2 separate regions of the Macaca mulatta genome follow, and region 2 is linked to region 1. Evidence: chromatin contacts called from public Hi-C data. All regions are on one chromosome and are shown on one strand. Each heading gives the region's core, a stretch centred on a gene start, on an enhancer-like site or on the middle of the called end of the contact. The rest is flanking DNA. Distances are from core to core; before and after follow the strand shown.

The links. Hi-C and Micro-C count contacts between places; a contact is called where the count stands out from the background.
Region 2: a contact with region 1 is called in a Hi-C map of fetal cortex germinal zone, with 3 times the contacts expected there. The contact joins the promoter of DPYSL5 here to the promoter of TMEM214 in region 1. A contact is called at or near these places in 2 of 14 Hi-C or Micro-C datasets (fetal cortex germinal zone and fibroblasts).

Annotation. Positions count from the first base shown.
Region 1 is chr13:97,966,321-97,969,146 of T2T-MMU8v2.0, forward strand. It overlaps TMEM214 (transmembrane protein 214), which reads right to left and starts at 1,520. Exons shown (of 16, transcript XM_077959939.1): 1 at 1,286-1,520; 2 at 191-390. The coding sequence starts at 1,430.
Region 2 is chr13:98,158,606-98,161,480 of T2T-MMU8v2.0, forward strand. DPYSL5 (dihydropyrimidinase like 5) reads right to left here and starts at 1,542. Exons shown (of 13, transcript XM_077959946.1): 1 at 1,288-1,542.

The DNA.
Region 1 (2,826 bases), core at 270-2,769:
ATTTCCTTTCTATTCTAGCTGCAGGCATTCTGTTCCCCTGGGGTTTCCATCTTCTCCTGAACTCCTGCTCTCAACCCTTAAGTGTTCCTCCAATTTCATAGGATCTCAGCTGTCCATCCGCCTCCTCCTCTCATCTTCTCTACATCTCAAGCCCCCATTCTTTCTGCGTGTCATGTCTAGGCACACTCACAGCTTTCAGTGCTTCCTCCAGGCTGCGGAAGCGGCCCTGCTTCTGGTTTTGGTTGGGAAGAGTTGCCACCTTCTTTGGCTGCTTCTTGTTCCCTGGTTTCTTAGGCTCCACAGCAGGGGGTGGGACCTGCTCCTTATTCTGCCGCTTCATGATATTCTCAAAGCCCCGCTCATAAAGGGTGCTTGTGGTCTGGATTGGAGCTGAGGTGAAGATAGGTAGAGAAAGGCAGGCCACCCTTGAGTCCCCAAGGCCTCACCTATCAGTGGTCCCTTTCCCCACACTGCCACCTAATTAATCTCCAGGGAAGAGCCTGTCTCAAAGCCCCTTCCTCTTGGGCTGCTTAAAGAGCAGGGCAGGGTGTTCTCCTGGTAGTTTCTTTCGTTACAGCTCTTGAGTCTATGGGCTCTTTCATAAAGATGGGGCAGTTCTTTATTAGACAAATCAGAGTATGTAGGAACAAGCAGAGAGGCTGGATATAGAGGTCTGCCTTATTCGGTGAGTGGCTACTAGTCTGGAAAGGCAGGCTTTTTCCATCTTGGTCCTACCCTAACGCCTCTTGGTTCCGACATGACAACTCTATAATCAACAAGTGGCAATCTTTCTCCACTCCTCAGTGGAAGAACCAGGTGTCACTTATAATTCCTGGTGAGTGTTGAGTGTGTGGCACTCATTTCTCCCACTGCTTGGCCTCCTGTCCCTTCCTCCATGACTGGTTACTTAAAGAGGGGGCACTGTGTATAATGATCCAGAGTGCCTCTTCCCAGCTCAGACACCTGCCCAGGGAGGCCGGCTAGGTTCCTGGGCAGCTGGGAGAGTGTGTGCAGTGAACTGAGAGTCTGAGGACCGGAATCCTGGCCCCTCTGACACATGACCCTGGCCAGGGTGTCCAACTTCACTGGGCCTCAGTTTACTCATCTGGGAGGTAAGGACCGCAACCTCCCCTGGAGCTGTCCGCCTCCCGTAAGGCTCCAAAAAGACAAAGCAAGGGTGGCGCTCCGGGATGTGCCTGCGAGCTCGCGCCCAGGTTCTGGGAGCGGCTCGCTGCGACCCTGCCGGACAGGCCCTGGGTACGCGCCAGGCAGGGTGGGTACTCACGGGTCAGGTCGTATTTCCACACTCCATTTGCTTCCCCGAGCGCCCGGCGGTTCCCGCCGCCGCCTCGGCCGCCAGCGCCGGCCCCAGGCCGCCGGCCCTTCTTCACCACCTCCCAGCGCCCCACGCCCGCCGTCTTGGCCGCCATGGCTCGGAGCCCTCCCGCCTCGGCCACTTCCCCTGCTTTCCGGCCCGGCGCTGGCGCGCCGCACTCTGCCACGTCTCCTCGCAGGACCGCGCGCCCGGCGCCCAGCGCCCGCCGCAAGGCAGCCTGGGACTTGTAGTCCCTCTCCTGGGCCGGGCTCTTTCGGGCGAGGAGCGACTGGAAGAGGCTCCCGTGGCAGCCTGCGGTCCCCGTCCAGGCGAAGAGGCCGGAAGGAGAGGAGATTCCCTTCTGAGAACGTTCACTGAGCGCCGATGTGAACGCCACGGCATCGAGAGACTTGGTAGAACTGTTTCTGTTTTTGTTTCCTTTATTGATCAATTGATTGATCGATTGATTGACAGGGTCTCGCTCTGTCGCCCAGGCTGGAATGCCCAGGCTGGAATGCAGTAGCGCGACCCCAGCTCACTGTAACCTCCGCCTCCCAGGTTTAAGCGACTCTCGTGCCTCAGCCTCCCGAGTAGCTGGGACTACAGGCTCCCGCCGCCACGCCCAGCTAATTTTTGTATTTTTGGTAGAGACGGGGTTTCGCCATGGTGGCTAGGCTGGTCTCGAACTCCTGACCTAAAGTGATCCACCCGCCTCGGCCTCCCAAAGTCCTGGGATTACAGGCGTGAGCTGCGGCGCCCAGCCACTGCTTTTCTTTCCTTTCTGGTACAGCTGGAAGGATGGGATGGAAGTAGTGCTCCTCATCTCTGGGGAGAGTTTGAAGATTGAATGCTTCCTTTCTTCTAGGAAAGTGCTGGCTTTACTGCTGCTAGTGATTAAACTTCGGGTTTAATGGGCTATACAAATCTATTGCCAAAGAACAAGGAAGAGGATGGAGGCTTGAGGAAAGGGCAGAGTGTTGGGGAGCTGGGGTAGGAAGTGGAGAATGGAGAATACTTCTTTTATTTTTATTTTTATTTTTTGAGACAGGATCTTGCTTTGTCACCCAGGCTGGAGTTCAGTGGCACGATCACAACTCACCGCAGCCTCGACTTCCAGGGCTCGGTTGATCCACCGCCACGGATCACCTGACCCACCACCACGCCCGGCTAATCTTTGGTATTTTTTGTAGAGACAGGGTTTTGCTGTGTTGCCCAGGCTGATCTCAAACTCCTGGGCTCAGTGATCCACCCTCCTCAGCCTCCCAAAGTGCTGGGATTACAGGAGTGAGCCACTGCTCCTGGCCTCCGAGTTCTTCTCATGGAGGCTGAGAAAAGTTTGGGGGTCTGGGACAGCTAGGGCCGGGTTTCCCCTTCCAGGCAATGGGAAAGAACAGGCTCTGCCTCCCACCACAAGAGTCAGTCCCAAGTTCCAGATGTGTCAGGGAAGCGATGGAGAGCCCCAGACTTGAGGCATTTGCAGACAGGTTCCTGCTCAGACATCCATGTGGAGG
Region 2 (2,875 bases), core at 292-2,791, 190 kb after region 1:
CGCCTCCCTGGCAGCACCTGCCGCTGGGCAAAGCCTTTCAGCTTCTCGAGAAAAGGGCGTGCCGGGGGGCGCCGCGGAAGATCACAGAACCCTAAGCGAGTCGCTACCGGCTGGTTTCAAGCCTAAAGACAAAGCTCCTCACCAAGCCAGCCCAGCCCCGTCCCGGATCTGCCATCCTGGGTCCCTAGCCCCGGTCCGAGGGCCACGCCCAGCCGGCCACCTGGGCCGCCGGGCCCCGCGCCTGCAGCTGAGGATCGTTTGGCCTGAGACCGCCTCTCAGCTGCTTGCCCCTCCCTCCTCGGGAGGCTCCCCTTCCCAGGAGGCCCCCCTCCCTCGCACAGCGCGGGTCTCCTCGCTCTCGTCCTCCCTCCTCAAACCCAGGCGGTCTCCACCCGCCTGCATCCCTCCTCCCCTCCCCATTCTTCAGCAGATCCAGCCTCGCCGGGCGCCACCTGCACCGAGCTCCTTCCTTCGCTCTTCGGACCAGCCCCCGCCCCCGCCCCTTCTCTTTCCTCCTCAAACCCTAGTTCCCACTCCCTGCTCCCCGAGACCCACTACCTGTTCCAAGCCAGCTCCCCAGCCTTCCCCATCCCCATCTTTTCTCAACCCAGGCCTCCCCTCGCCCTCTCCCGGCTTCTCTCCAGCTCAGACTCCAGCCCCGTCCCCAGGCCCGGGGCGTCGACGTCGGTGCCCGCTGAGATCGATGCTGCAAGGCGGGCTCCCGCGCTGGGCTCCAGCCGAGGGACCCAGCTCGGCGCCCGCTCTGGGCTGGGCAGCCGCAGGAGGCCTTTGTGGCTCAGGCAGGAGGCTCGGAGGCGGCAGGCGAGTCCTCTGCAGGCGTCCGCTCCGTTAGCCAGGCGGGTGGAACAGACTGCCGGGTCGGGTCCAGGCTGGGCAGATCCCAACTCGGAGGCGAGAAGGACGGAGGGTGTGTATCTGGGTGGTGTGTGGGACCGGGGACAGCGCAGATCCTGGGACCGGCAGGACTGGCCCCCGGCCAGAGGCACCCCCGCCCAGCCCTCCAGCGGTCCACTGCACAGCGCCTGGCGAGGGGAGCGGCCCACTGCGTGCTAGGCGCGAAACCCCTCGGCCGAGGCGCCTCCTCACCCCAGGGCTTTGCAACCCCGCGAGCACACATTAAACGCTTACTGTGAGCAGGGCCCGGCACGGCGCTTCGTTGGCGTACAAAGAGGACCCCAAGAGCGCCCTGGCTTAACCCTGATGGCCACCTCCCAACCCCAAACCACACCTCCCGCCGCGTCCCCTGCGGCCGGGCCCCAGGCGCACCCGGCTCCCCGCCCTTTTGTGCACCTCACGCAGAAACAGAAGGGGGAGAGGAGGATGTCCTAGCCCGAGGCGGATAAACCCACCGACCCCCCTGCCATCACCCACTCCTCCGGGATGCTGCGGCCGCGGGGGCCCGTGGCTCGGTCCGTCTCCGTCTCGCCGCGGCGCCGGAGCTGCGGGTGCTCGGGGCGGCGGCGGCTGCACGCGCGCTCGCTCGGGGGCCGCCTCAGCGCGCCCAGCGCGGGAGTCCAGAGTGGGGAGCGGGGGAGGGGCGCGTGTGGGGGCTGGGAGCGGCCTCCGCCAATCACCGCGCGGCCGGCTCCTCCGCCGCTCCCCACCTCCGCTAGCAGGTTAAGGGGAGGCGGGGACAGGCGGCGCCCCGCATCCTCGGCGCCGCGCGCGGCCGCCGCCTAGAGACTACAACTCCCGGCAGGCCCTGCTGCAGGGCCGGGGTCCGTTAGCGGACGGAGGGCGCGGCCGGAGAACTCACCGACCCCCCTAGCACCCGGCTCCGTGTTCCCTCGGGTTTCCATGGAGACTCAGGACATCACAAAGCCTGGACGCGCCGAGGCATGGGTCTCCGGGGAGGGCCGGGGGGCGGCTCCAGAGGACACCCCGCCTCCCCTCCCCCAGCTGGATCCCACCCCAGGGGCTGAAACAATGCCGCGACCGCCTCTCCCGGGCTGCGGCCGGGCTGCCCTCCGCGTTGGGACCCCGCCGAGGCCGCCTGGTTCGCGCCAAGACCCGCTCTGACGCCCGCGGGATTGCAGGATGCAAAGGGCGGGGTGGGCGTTATAGGAAAACTGTTCTCATGATCAAAGTGATGGCCACTTGGGGCCACCGCAGTTCGCATCTGCACCCTGTGAGGTCTCGAACCCGGAGTGCATTCTCTCCACCGAGAAGATTTTGCCCAGGGCCACGCGGGGGCTTCCCTGTCCAGAGCGCTCAGGCCTGGTGCCTGTCTTATTTCTGGCTTCTGTCAAGGGACAGCGAAGCCTTTGGAAATTATTCATAACCCAATTTACATTCGCTTCACCTGTTTCTTCATGTTTAAATACATACATGATTTACCAAAATCAACAAATCTAAAAAAGAAGAGGAAGGATCATCCCCGGTTTGTCCCACCTTCCTAGCTAATCCCGGTTCAAGCCTTTGCCATTGATCTGTGTTATTTTCTGCAGTTATAATAATAGTGTGGATTAGTCATTGGCCTCTTTGCACTTAATGTCACTCCAAAGGCGTTGCGATGCGTGTTAAAATGCAGCATCGAGGACCCCCAAGTTGCAGCTGCAGAATCCCTCCCTCTCCGGGCTCCCCCAGTATCCGGTGGGGATGAGGAGTCCCCTGGCAGCCATGGCCTCGTGAAGGGGTTCTCTTTGCAGGATACTTTCAAACAAAATGGTGTTCACTACTCCGGGGGCGTGGAGGGGGTCCCCTCTCCCCATCTCAGCAAAATCTACCCGGGCGCAGGACCCGCAGAGCCCGCCAAGGCGGGGTTCCCTGCTGTCCTTCCCCGGAGAGCTTAGGGCCTGGACCAGGCCAGGCTGGCCTTCGAGGGATGCATTTCTGGATTACCCACTACTGAGTC